2 separate regions of the Sus scrofa genome follow, and region 2 is linked to region 1. A link is a contact called in public Hi-C data. All regions are on one chromosome and are shown on one strand. The core of a region is the stretch at or near the end of the contact, and the rest is flanking DNA. Distances in the headings are between cores, read along the strand shown.

The links. Hi-C and Micro-C count contacts between places; a contact is called where the count stands out from the background.
Region 2: a Hi-C map of liver shows a contact between it and region 1, with 7 times the contacts expected there. The contact joins two enhancer-like sites. A contact is called at or near these places in 1 of 5 promoter capture datasets (liver), 8 of 47 Hi-C or Micro-C datasets (fetal skeletal muscle, liver and skeletal muscle) and 1 of 2 datasets of contacts at active chromatin or transcription factors (skeletal muscle).

The regions. Positions count from the first base shown.
Region 1 is chr8:112,111,446-112,117,680 of Sscrofa11.1, forward strand. All of the region lies in intron 2 of ELOVL6 (elongation of very long chain fatty acids protein 6), which reads left to right. Among named protein-coding and RNA genes, the nearest start is that of ELOVL6, 76 kb to the left of the region's middle. Within about 2 kb of position 2,401, at least 4 of the 83 cell types and tissues checked have an H3K27ac peak or open chromatin away from gene starts, as enhancers often do. A contact at or near this core is called in liver, where this site is marked.
Region 2 is chr8:112,175,318-112,181,552 of Sscrofa11.1, forward strand. It overlaps ELOVL6 (elongation of very long chain fatty acids protein 6), which reads left to right. Exons shown (of 5, transcript XM_021100707.1): 4 at 4,657-4,808. LOC110261988 (a long non-coding RNA gene) reads right to left here. Exons shown (of 2, transcript XR_002346463.1): 2 at 5,781-5,914. Among named protein-coding and RNA genes, the nearest start is that of ELOVL6, 140 kb to the left of the region's middle. Within about 2 kb of position 3,889, at least 13 of the 83 cell types and tissues checked have an H3K27ac peak or open chromatin away from gene starts, as enhancers often do. A contact at or near this core is called in liver, where this site is marked.

The DNA of each region.
Region 1 (6,235 bases), core at 1,151-3,650:
ACAGGGGAGTGGATCCAGAAGATGTAGTACACATACACAATGGAATATTACTCAGCCATTAAAAAGAACGAAATACCAGCATTTTTAGCAACATGGATGGACCTAGAAACTATCATGCTAAGTGAAGTCAGCCATACAATGAGACACCAACATCAAATGCTTTCACTGACATGTGGAATCTGAAAAAAGGACAGACTGAACTTTGCAGAACAGATGCTGACTCACAGACATTGAAAAACTTACGGTCTCCGGTCTCCGGAGGAGACAGTTTTGGGGGTGGGGGGATGTGCCTGGGCTTTGGGATGGAAATCCTGTGAAATCAGATTGTTAAGATCATTATACAACTACAGATGTGATAAATTCATTTGAGTAATAAAAGAAAAAAAAAAAAAAAGCCCCATAGCCCCAAGGGGTTTATAAGGGGTCATTAGCTGGATATGTATTAGCAAAGAAGAACCAGGTGCAAACCTAGGCACACCAGGTTGCTGCAGATAGGCATGCCTTCTGTAGAAGCACAATGGTGATTCTCTAGAATCTATGCATAGATAGCTGACGCCAAGCTTCCTCATATGCTAATGATTGTTAAATGCCTAAAGGTCAGAGTGAAAACTTAGTCAGCAACCCGCTAAGTGACTTTTAAAATAACTTAAAAAAACCTATATCCTGCACTTACAACCCCCTTCTCACGTGACATAATCCTAAAAAACACAATAAAAGCAATGTGGTTTCTTAGGGCGGTGCTCTTGGTTCCTGAGACCTTGAGTCCCCTGGTTCCCACCTTTACTTAAGATTTTAAAAAAGAAAAAAAAAGAAAAAAGGTGGCATTAGAAACTCAAAAGTTTGGAGAATTCTTAGTAACTCAGATTTATCCCCTAAATAAAAAATAAAATCTTTCTCTACCATAGTCTAGATAATTGCCATGCTCCTTCTTCCTGATGATACGCAAACATGGCTTGTTCACATGAAAAGTTACTGAAACAAGTGGAATTATCTCTCAGGTACGCACTTAGAGACACGTGTGCAAAGGAATTCTCAGTACTCTGAGATTTCCAAAGACAAATTTGGCAAAACCAGGTAAATGTAAACACAGAAGGCGGTCCTTGTCCTAGTTATTTTTCTAGGCCTTGCACAGCTTGTCCGAGCGTGGTTCACTCCCTCCCTTTAAAGTCTTCGGCTCAGAGTCACCTTCTCCATGTGTGCGCCCTGACCACCCTGTTTAAATTGTCTTGTCTGTCACTTCCTGCCTCATTGTCCCTTCCTGCTGCTTTACTTTTTTCTTTTCTCCATCATATGTGCAATCTTGTAACATACCTTATTTATTTATTTTATTTATTTATCTCCAGACTTGTAACCTCCATGAGCACAGGCTGCTTTGTCACCTGCTTTGTTAATTGACGTATTCCCAGAGCCTAGAACGGGGCTTGGCACACGGTGGGTGCTTGATTAGTCCTTTCAGATTGAAGAATCAGGAGTTCCAACTGGAATTGGAAAAGAAAATAGAAAATTTATTTTTCTGTGTGGCCATTGGTGCTGTCTAAATGTACAGCTTCTGTTCCCTTGCAGAAACCATGGAGACTAGACCTAAGTTGTTGGTGACTAAATGCCATATGAACTTTGGTGACAGTGTGACATAAATGATTGGGTTCAGTCCATCTACCCCCTCCCAAATGTCATCCATTTAATGAGGAAAAAAAAGGAGTCATTGTTTTGGTATCATTTAAGCAAAACCTCTGTTTTTAGTGATAAAGCATAGGCAGTTACGGATAAGAATTTCTGGAGCTCCTGCTATGGTGGAACAGGATCAGTGGCCTCTTGGGAGCACCCTGGGACCAAAGTTGGATCCCAGCCTGGCACAGTGGGATAAAGGTCTGGCATTGCCACAGCTGTGTTTTTAGGTTGCAACTGTGGATTGGATCTGATCTCTGGCCCAGGAACTCCTCATGCCCAGGGGCAGCCAAAAAAGAATTTTTGACCTCAATGCCCTGTACAGTCTGACAAAGCAAGGGTGTACTTGCTTTGACAGGCTGTGTCATTAGGATTTTATAGAGTGGTTGACCTCATGGTGGACCTAGTCAAAGAGTAGGAGAAAGGTTTAACTCGAGATTAGATTTTTGGTTTCCCATGCCACTCTAGAGATGAAAATCTTCTGTACTGGAGCCACTTTGTGCTGGCAGCTGCCACACCCATCTCTGTTCTTGACTAGTGGGGTGTCTAGTTCTAGCCCAGCTGCCCACATGAGCCAAATGAGGGGGATGCTGATGAGAAGAGGAGCGGCCCAAAGAAAGGCCTTAGGTAATTTCAGCCCTTTTTGACTTGTGTGTGGCCTCCTTTGGGCGTTCCCTTTATGTGTATAGCTCTAAGGGGCGTCAAGGGCGAAAGGCAGGACTAGAAGTTGAAAACAATCACCTGCGATCATCCACGCTGTTGTCAGCCCAGGGCAGAAGGTGCACTAAAGGTCAACTAGCTGATGGATATTTGTTTGTGATCAGTCAGGGTCAACCCAATGCCAGGTGTGTGGACTTGAGAGCAGATTCCTGGCCAGTAACGGGTTGGGGATAATCAGATCGTGCCATCTCTATATCCTGCAGATACCCTTTGAAGGTGGCTGACATGGAGGAGATGATGCCAGTTCTACAAATCTGGGTTAGTTAGTTACTCTCGCCTCTCACCACCGGCACAGAGCAGCGGCATCACATCACGTCCTGTTAGCTCCCCCAGGGTGGCTGTGTGGCCAGCCTATCTCGGCTCCTATTTGCTACGATCAACAGTTTTTGTTAAAAAAAAAAAAATACTGAGAGTTGTGAAAAGAATGAGCATTGTACAGTATTAATATCCTAACATTCTATGGGCCTTTTAACTGCAGTGTGAATCCGCCAAATGGTCATATTCAATTCCTTTCTTCACTGCTAGCCCAGTAATTACATGACTCGAAAAGGGACCTTGTTTTCTCCCACCATAAATATGTCAGAAGAAGAAAAAGGGTATCTACCCATAACGTTTCAAAATTTTCTTTTAGAAATATCTAATTTAGAAGGCTTATTTATAGTCATTTCTAATGGTTAATGTTTCTAAACGTAACTCTTTGAGGTGGACCAGTTCTTTTCAGTCCAGTTCAAGAGCAACCTATGTGTACCATTTAAAACACTTGGGTCCTGCATCCTGTTAGGACTTTTTCTAAGAATTGGCATGATTGATTTACGATGTTACCTCTCTCCATTCTCAAGCTGGGATATATAAATGACTTGTTTTCGTAAAAGCTCTTGTTTATTACAAACTTGGGTTGTACAGTTTTGTTTCTTTATTGTTTTTAAAGCATTGACAAAAGGCAAATAGCAACTTCACAGAAGTTCTAGTATCATACATACCTTTAAAATGATTAAACAAACAGATCTTGAAATAACTTTAGCTATAAAAACCCAACCAGCCTGATCTGTGGCATTTGTTGATTCTCATCTTATAATGTCTATTATTTTTACTGATCATAAGCAGTTGCATTAGGTACCAGGTATTGAGTATTTACTAAGAGGCAAATCCTGCCAGGTCCAGTATTATGATTTACAAGAAGCCTGAGAAGGCAATGTTATTTTCCCAGTTTTTTTTTTTTTTTTTTTTTTTTTTTTTTGTCTTTTTTGCTATGTCTTTGGGCCGCTCCCGCGGCATATGGAGGTTCCCAGGCTAGGAGTCGAATCGGAGCTGTAGCCACCGGCCCAGGCCAGAGCCACAGCAACGCGGGATCTGAGCTGCATCTGCAACCTACACCACAGCTCACGGCAACGCCGGATCGTTAACCCACTGAGCAAGGGCAGGGACCGAACCCGCAACCTCATGGTTCCTAGTTGGATTCATTAACCACTGCGCCACGACGGGAACTCCTATTTTCCCAGTTTTTTGATGAGACACCGAGGCGGATAGGATGTAGTCTATTCAAGATCACAGAACCAACGTGTTACAGCAGGATTGAAACCCAGGTTTTTGTGACTCCAGTAGATACAGTGGAGAATGACTGCTCTAGTATCTTCCAGTAAGACATATGTAGAAATATCTGGAATAGAATTTGTGTCTTTTTTTTTTTTTAATATATAGTATTCATGAAACCACCACCAAATGCTTAGTATATTGGTTAGTATTTTGTACTTTTAAAAACGCTTTTTAAAATTTAATTTTATTGGGAGTTCCCGTTGTGGCTCCATGCTAATGAACCCGACTAGAATCCATGAAGACGTAAATTCAATCCCTGGCCTTGCTGAGTGGGTTGAGGATCCGGTGTTGCCGTGAGCCGTGGTGTAGGTCCAGACGCAGCTCGGATCCTGTGTGGCTGTGGCTGTGGCTGTGGTTTAGCCTGGCAGCTGCAGGTTCAGTTTGATCCCTAGCCTGGGAACTTCCATATGCCGCAGGTGTGGCCCTAAAAAGAAAGTGTTAATAATATAAAAATTTCATCTTTCATCATTAAGCAAGTAGAAAAAACTATTCAGTGAATAAAAGTAAATTAGAGGAAAAAAGCATGCATAATCCTGCCACTTAGGCAGGATAACTACTGTAAATTGGGAGTGGGGGGTATTTATTCTTCCACTATGGAATTATACCACATTCCATAGTTATTAAAAGCATATACATCTTATGCAGCTGTAATAACTGTGTAACGGTCTTTCAAGTCGATATCCCGTAGTATACCCCTGACTCTTGGAGATTTATTTGCCTACTTTTTCACTGTTGTACTGCAGTGATTATCTTTCCTTTCCCATACTGAAGATTGTCTGCATCATACAGACGCCTAGAAGTGCAATTGCAGGATTAAAAGCTGTGAGTGTTTTAGAGTTCCCGTTGTGGCTCAGCAGATTAAGAACCCCACATAGTATTCATGAGGATTTAGGTTCAATCCCTGGCCTCAACCCAGTGGATTAAGGATCTGGCATTGCCGTGAGCTGAGGCATAGGTCACAGGTACACCTCGGACCTGGCTGTGGTACAGGCTGGCAGCTACAGCTTCAATTCAACCCCTAGCCTGGGAACTTCAGTATGCTGTGAGTGTGGCCCTAAAAAGGAAACCAAAAACAAGAACAAAAAAAACAAAACTATGAGTGTTTCAAGGTTCTTGGTAAATTGTTTTTTCAAGGGCAATATCATTTTACCTTCTGACAGCAAAACACAAGTCACTGTGTCCTCACCCAAATCTGCACCTGAATCGCTTTCCTCTTTGCCTGTTGCTGGTATTAAATGGTATCTTAGAGCGTTTTTTGATTATGTAATAATCCTGATCAAAATAAACACGATGTATATATCATCCAAATAGTGTGCTGTTACTGGCATTATTTTGATTTCAGATTAAGCTTGGCCTTTCAAGAGTCAGTCTGCTAATGTATCTGTGAATAACAGAGTTTCTGTTGTTTGCAGATGAGGGTTCAGTTATCAGGTGGAAAGTGATGCCAATCTCACTTTGTAGCTGTCGGCTCTGTCTTTGGCTTATTTTATGCCAACAATTCCATTGAGAAAGCAACATGGGGGCCTCTGGGCAGGCAGGACTAAAGAAGTTAGACAATGCTTCATCAACATTCCTGAGCAGGTACTTGTAACAAAAGGCTACTCCTGCAGCAGTAGGTTTAAGAAAAGACAATAGAATTGAGATTGTTTTGTAGGATTCTTGCAGCTCCTGAGGAAAGCAAAGCTATAATAAAATACAGTTTTTACCATTCAGACATACAATCAAGTAGGTTTGAAGCATAGATTCATAGATGACTTGAACATTAGTTATCCTATTTAGTCTCCCAGTCATATATTTTCTCTTCCCTTAACATATTTCCCCAATGCAAGATCTGGTAAATAGCCAATATATTACTTATCCATTCGAATGGCAGGAGCCTTGGCAAGGACTGTGGTATAAGACCTTGGGGATACAAAGTTGAGACACAGTTCCTACCCTTTAGGATTTTGGACCCGTAGATTTTGGTGTGAAACCTGAGGAGTTAAGCGCTCTAATTGGGATGCTGAAGGTGTACCAAAGTACGGAGGTGATGATGGAAGGGGGCTAATCCAGTTGACCTAGAAGCAGTCCTAAAAAATGACAAAGGACAGGTTGGAAGGGCATCCAAGGTAGTGAGAATGGCATGTGTAGGAAAAACAAGGTAGGACGAAGGGGTGTGATGTCTTTTGAAAAATCACAGTGTAACTGTAACACAGGGTGTTCCCAGGGAAGTGATAAGACATGATTTCGGAGTAGGTAAACTCATCTGAGTCCTGTG
Region 2 (6,235 bases), core at 2,639-5,138, 65 kb after region 1:
TCTGATTAGACCCCTAATCTGGGAACCTCCGTGTGCCTCGGGTGCAGCCCTAAAAGGGACAAAAGACAAGTAAATAAATTTCACGTGAACCAGATGCTTTTCTATACCAGGCATCTTTCCGTCAGGGTGTTCTATGGAAAATGCTCATGTTACATCCTATTGAGAAGTAACTATCACTTATTTTGTGAAAAGCTGGCTCATAAAATAAAACGCTTAAACACTTAACAGCAAAATACTTACTGACATGAATACTCATCGGTGCAAATCAGATTCTCGGTGTCCTTGATTTCCATTTAGGGATAATTAGCCTTAACCACTAATAAGATGAGCAAGTTAAAAGTGACAACACTGAAGGACAGATGGAGCAAAGCAGCAATAATAATGGCAATAGGTAGTAATAGGGAGTTCCTGTTGTGGAGCAGTGGAAACGAATCTGACCAGTATCAGTGAGGATGAGGGTTCGATCCCTGGCCTTGCTCGGTGGGCGGGGGATCTGGTTTTGCCCTGAGCTTTGGTGTAGGTCATAGACATGGCTCTGATCGGGCGTTGCTGTGGCGGTGGTGTAGGCCAGCAGCTGCAGCTCCAATTTGACCCCTAGTCTGGAAACTATCCTATGCCATGGGTACAGCCCTAAAAAAAAGCAGTAATAAAATAATAATAGTATAATAAAAACTGTTTTACTCAGCACCTATATGTTAGAGGCTCTCTGCTAACTAAATACCTTACTTATGTGGTCCTACAGAATTCATAGAACTAGATTACAGGTTAAGTAGTAGTATTATTTCAGATGAATAAAGACTTAGGTTAAGTAATTTGTCCAGTTGTGAAACCAGAGAGTGAGAGCACTGGGATTGGAATATGCAACACTCATCTCTTGGTAGTGGCTTACAGTGGTTGAGAACGTGGATGCAGTGGCCAGAAAGTGTGTCAGGATTGATTGGTGGTGTCTGCCTGAGCAGAGTAAGGACTGGGGGAAGCAGAACATAAGCTGTGTATTTGTCTCTTGCATCACATCAGGTTCGGAGGGAAAAAAAATAGTCTCCTCCCTGAAAGTATATTTTGGAAAAGTATCACAGTGTAAGGGCCCTGTGCCCAGTTATAATAAAAAGCCACATGGCTCCAGAGTGGACAGTGGCTGAGATGTGCCAGGGACAGAGCTACTGGCTTCCCTCAAATAGCAATCATCCCATTGGCCAAGTAGCTCCCCCGTGGCTCCCCAGCCGTTTGTTTGTCACATCCCAACAAAGAGCCTTTGCCCTCCGGGACACAAGCCCAATGGCTGGCACTGAGGGTTTCCCTGAAAAATGCACTGCCCTCTGTTCTGAGTCAGCCTGATTGTTCGAAGCTTAGGGAGTGAGGCTTACGCCCAGATCTGGGACAATAATATGTACTGTGCACTTGTTGCCAGCAATATTGTGGGTCACCACGATACCCAAACGTTCAATTCCGCAGTGCTCCGAAGCAGCCCCTCGTGCCCTAACCCTCAAAGTTTCGATACCTGTTTATCCCCAACTCAAATACCACCTCCGCGGACGTCTCCTAGACCACCGGCAGGAGCAGCCCAAGTTAGCCTATTGATTCTTGTCACTCCGGCATCGAGAACATGGCCAATAAATATTTCACAAATGAAAGAATAAATCTCTGTGCAGAGACTTAAGAAATTGGCTATAAACTACAATAATTTTTGAGACTCAAGAAGATTAAAAGGTAGTAACTATTCCAAAGCTGCTTTCCTTGATCTGCTCTGATCATGTAAGTACACAGTCTAGTAGCAAAATATAGTAGCCGAAGGGCTCTGCTTCCCCAGTGAGGGGCTGCAGGTGGGGCGGGGAGAGACATGTGCTAATGGTTCAGAAAGTCACAGATCTGGGGCTAAGGAGTGGAGACGGATACATACTGAAAATGTGTCATTTGTGTGTTTCTTTGCTTTGGGCTTGTACAAAAGTCATTGACGTATATCCCACCAGTCTGTGAAAAGCAGATAACTGATGTAGTGAGTAGTTCACTGACCGTATCTATGACTATATATTTATGTATGTCTGTATATTTTGTCTTTTTAGGACCACACCTGTGGTATATATGGAGGTTCCCAGGCTAGGGGTCGATTGGGAGCTGTAGCTGCTGGCCTACATACAACCACAGCAACTGGGGATCTGAGCTGCCTCTTCGACCTACACCACAGCTCACAGCAACACTGGATCCTTAACCCACTGAGCGAGGCTAGTGAGGCCAGGGATCAAACCCACGTCCTCATGGACTGCTGAGCCACGACAGGAGCTCCCAAATAGATCTATTTTATAGCCACAAAAAAATTAATTTGTGTTCAAAAGTCTACTGAAGATCAGATCTGGTGTGTTGTGTCTGCTGGGATGCTTTGGGGTATAAATAATAAAAAGCAAAACTCCACATGGCTTATCCAATTAGGAAGCTTTATGTCAACACCAAGAGGTCTTGTGATAGAATCACTGAAAGGGTAATGGGTAATTCAGCAGCTCAGTCACATCTCAAGGGAATACTTTGCCGTCCTCAAGGTAGCTCCTTCCTGGTTGCAGGATGGCTGCTGTTCTTCCAACCACTGCGTGGTGATGAGCAAGGAAACCTTGCCTGAAAAAGGCCCCAGCAGCCTTCTCCTCACATCACGTTGGCTAGAACGAGGTCCGCGCCCAGCCTAACAAGTTACTAGCAAGGGAGATGGAAGTACTAAAACTTGCTTACATCGTTAGGATTTACTCCTAAGCCAAAGACAAGGTCAGCTTCCTTGGGGGAAGCATGAGTTGGGAGAACCTGGACAGGATCAGCATTCTTTTAATATGGAAAAGGAGGAAGAGACTTGAGCTTCGAACAGGCAGCCAACAGTGTCGGCTCTGTAAGCTCAGTGGAGACGCCATATCCCTCTTTCCCTGCTACCTTCCATAAGCAGCAAAGTCCCCAGTTTTCTAGTCACCATCATCTGGTGATGGCGGCAACTTTCCTTATGAAAATTTAGCCACCCTCTGGTGAGGGAAAACCGAAATTTGAAAAATGTACCTGACATTACCAATGAAATCCAACTTCCCATTCGCAAGCCAGGATTGTATATTGATCGTAAAGGCTGAGGTCATGCTACCAGGAGGGACATTTGTTTAAGAAAGTGAGAAGGGGCAGCCTTCAAGTGAGCATGGGAGAAGAGCTCCCCAAGAAGAGGACATAGCATATGCACAGGTCTCAAGTCACAAAACGGAAAGGATCAGAAGGTGCGGGGAGGATTGGCTCACAAGGGATGGGACGAATAGGCAGGAGGGAAGGGTGGCGGGGGGAGCGAGGGGGGCCACTCAAGCCTTGCAGGTCCCATGAAGGCGTTGGAGGCTACATCTTGAGTGCAGGGGGACATAGGATCTACAGTTGTAAAGTCATACCCCAAATCCTATGTAGGATCGTTTTCTATGTTGGAAAGAGGAACTGCATTTCTTCCTGGAAGCGGTATGTCATTAGAGAAGCTACTTTCAGAGCCCCCCAAATAAGAGGCTGTTGCCAGCAATTCAGTCTCATTACTTTGGTTCGATGCGAAGGTGATCTTTGGTTTTATCTGGTGGACACATGTTTACGGATGGCGTCCCCTGGTGGAATGACTTGTTATGGAGCAACACTTGAGACATCTTAAAAGATGTGCCTCTGCAAGGACAGAAAGCTCTCATTTCCCTGTTGGGTGAGGCTGCTACTCATTTCAATAGTTGATTGCTAGTTTATCTTAGGACTTGTAAAACCTAAAATGGGATGCTGCCAGGACAAGGATGGGCCAGCACATCCCTACCCCCCTCCCCCCGCCAGGATCAGCCAGCTCTCCTTTCCGTGGTCCGTGCAGTTGGCGAGCTGTGGGGCACGTGTGCCTGTCGGGTTCACTCTGTCATGGAGGCGGCGCGGTCCAGCTGCCAGGTCCTTTCATACCTCATGTTACAGCAGAGCTCAGCGCCTTCCAGAGCTCTCCTCTTTCCTTAGCGGTTCCTGGATAAAAATGCCACATGTCCGTTTACTTTTCCACAGTATCGCTTGTTCAGCAGTCTTTGAGCAACTCTGCCTGGGTGAAGGCAAACACGTTTCGGGGCATTGAAGAACGGTGTTGCAACACGGTTGGCCACGGTTAGGGGAGCTCAGGGGCATGATCCTGGGGGCACTCCAGGGGGAGGGGGGCTTCCCATGGAAGTTAAGCCTTCTTCCTCGGGCTTCTGTGAAAAAGATGGATTTGAGAGCGAGAGAGATTCAGGAAACGGAGCCAGGGATCTGGAGACTAATTGGACAAAGGACAAAATGGAGATAATTAGCAGAGTTTTCAGCCAACTCCATCTCACTCCCAAGGGACAGTTCTCAAGCCAAAACACAGGTCAGGTCAGCAGAGTTCTTGAGCTGTTGCCTGAGATGCACTCCCCTTTTCCATGACACCTTTCTGGAACATTGAGGACGACGCGTTAGGTGGCCTTAGGGATGGCCTTCAGAATAAAGCCCTGAGAAGTGGTGTAACTCTTGTTTACAAACCATTTTCAATGCCTCTGGGTAAAAGCAGATTTTCGTGCTGCTGCATCGCTATCAATGTCCTGCCAGTGGCAGGCTTCTACCAACGGTTCATGTCAGAAGTGAAATTCTTTTTCTGAATGTTGTTTCTTTTCTTTTTTCATTATGAAGTATATTCGGTGCTCTTCGAACTGGTGCTTATATGCTGTACATTTTGATGACCAAAGGCCTGAAGTATTCAGTTTGTGACCAGGGTTTTTACAATGGACCTGTCAGCAAATTCTGGGCTTATGCATTTGTGCTGAGCAAAGCACCGGAACTAGGTGAGTGTCTTCTCTCCTTCCGTTTCCTCCCCCCCCACCCCCTTTGTAGCTACACACCCACAATATTTATTTTTAAATGGACCAAGAAACAACTTTGAAGGCCCTGTTTTACTGGTTGTAGGAAAGTCACGATTAATGACTTTTTGATTAACTTCCACTATTTTTCTGTTCTCTCCTTCCCTCCTTTGAAATAATTGTGCATTGTGTATATGAAGAACAAAATACTTTATGTTAAATGTGCAGGTGTCCAAAGCCTTACTGAAAACCCACTTCTGGGGGTTTATAACATCTACCCCTCCCCTTCTTTCCCACCGGTTAACAGCTCAGCTAATTTTAGAATATGGGGGGAAATTAGCCACACAGCCCTCACCCAGTCCCATACTTTCAGCTCTGGAGTTTGGATGCAGACTAGGAAGTTAAGGAAGCTTTTTGATTGGGTATCTTCATGTTCTCATTACAAATATTAAGGGTTAGTTTCTTTTCTTTTTTTTTTTTTTTTTTGTCTTTTTGTCTTTTTAGGGCCACACCTGCAGCATATGGAGATTCCCAGGCTAGGGGTCTAATCGCAGTTGTAGCTGCCAGCCTACACCACAGCCACAGCAACTCGGGATCTGAGCCACATCTGCGACCTACACCACAGCTCACGGCAATGCTGGATCCTCAACCCACTGAGCGAGGCCAGGGATTGAACCTGCAACCTCGTGGTTCCTAGTCAGATTTGTTTCCGATGCACCACGATGGGAATGCCAAGGGTTAGTTTCTGATGTTGTTTAATTTTAATCATCAAAGAAAGAGGCCTTAGAGAAATATAGTTCACTTTCTAGAAATTAATGCACATCCTGGCTCTCTCTATATAACATAGATTCCTAAGGTTTTTCCTTTAACTTTCTAACAGTCTTGAATATAAGTGTGGCACAGATTAGCAGAAACAGTGAAAAAGTAAGCAGCAAGGATTTGACACCGGCACAGTTCCGCAGGAAGGTATCTTTATTGCCAGAGAGAGGGATCCACTGGTGATGATACGCTCTGAGTTCATCCATGAGCCCTGCTGGCCAGCATCTTACAAGCCGGTATATATCCTTAGGAGACACCTGTCCATTAATTCTCTAGAATTAAGAATTGGATTAGTCAAAATTTTTATTTATAGATTGTGTTCCCACTCCTATGTCTCCAGAAAAGGGGGTCTGAGGTGGTGATTTTGTTGTAAGCCCCTGGCAAGATGAGCTATAAACAGTGAAAGGTGCCCCTAGTTCTGTGTCTGTTCACAAAGAATAGGAAGGGTCTCCAGTATGTGCACCTGTAGCCCACCCACTCTCTCCTGGGGTCTGTACACTTGCTGCCTACAAAGTGCTGGCAGTTGGTTTGAATGGTTGGTTTGACCACTGTCTTCCAAGGTCAAAGACAAGAAAAGAGCAGCAGGAGGAATA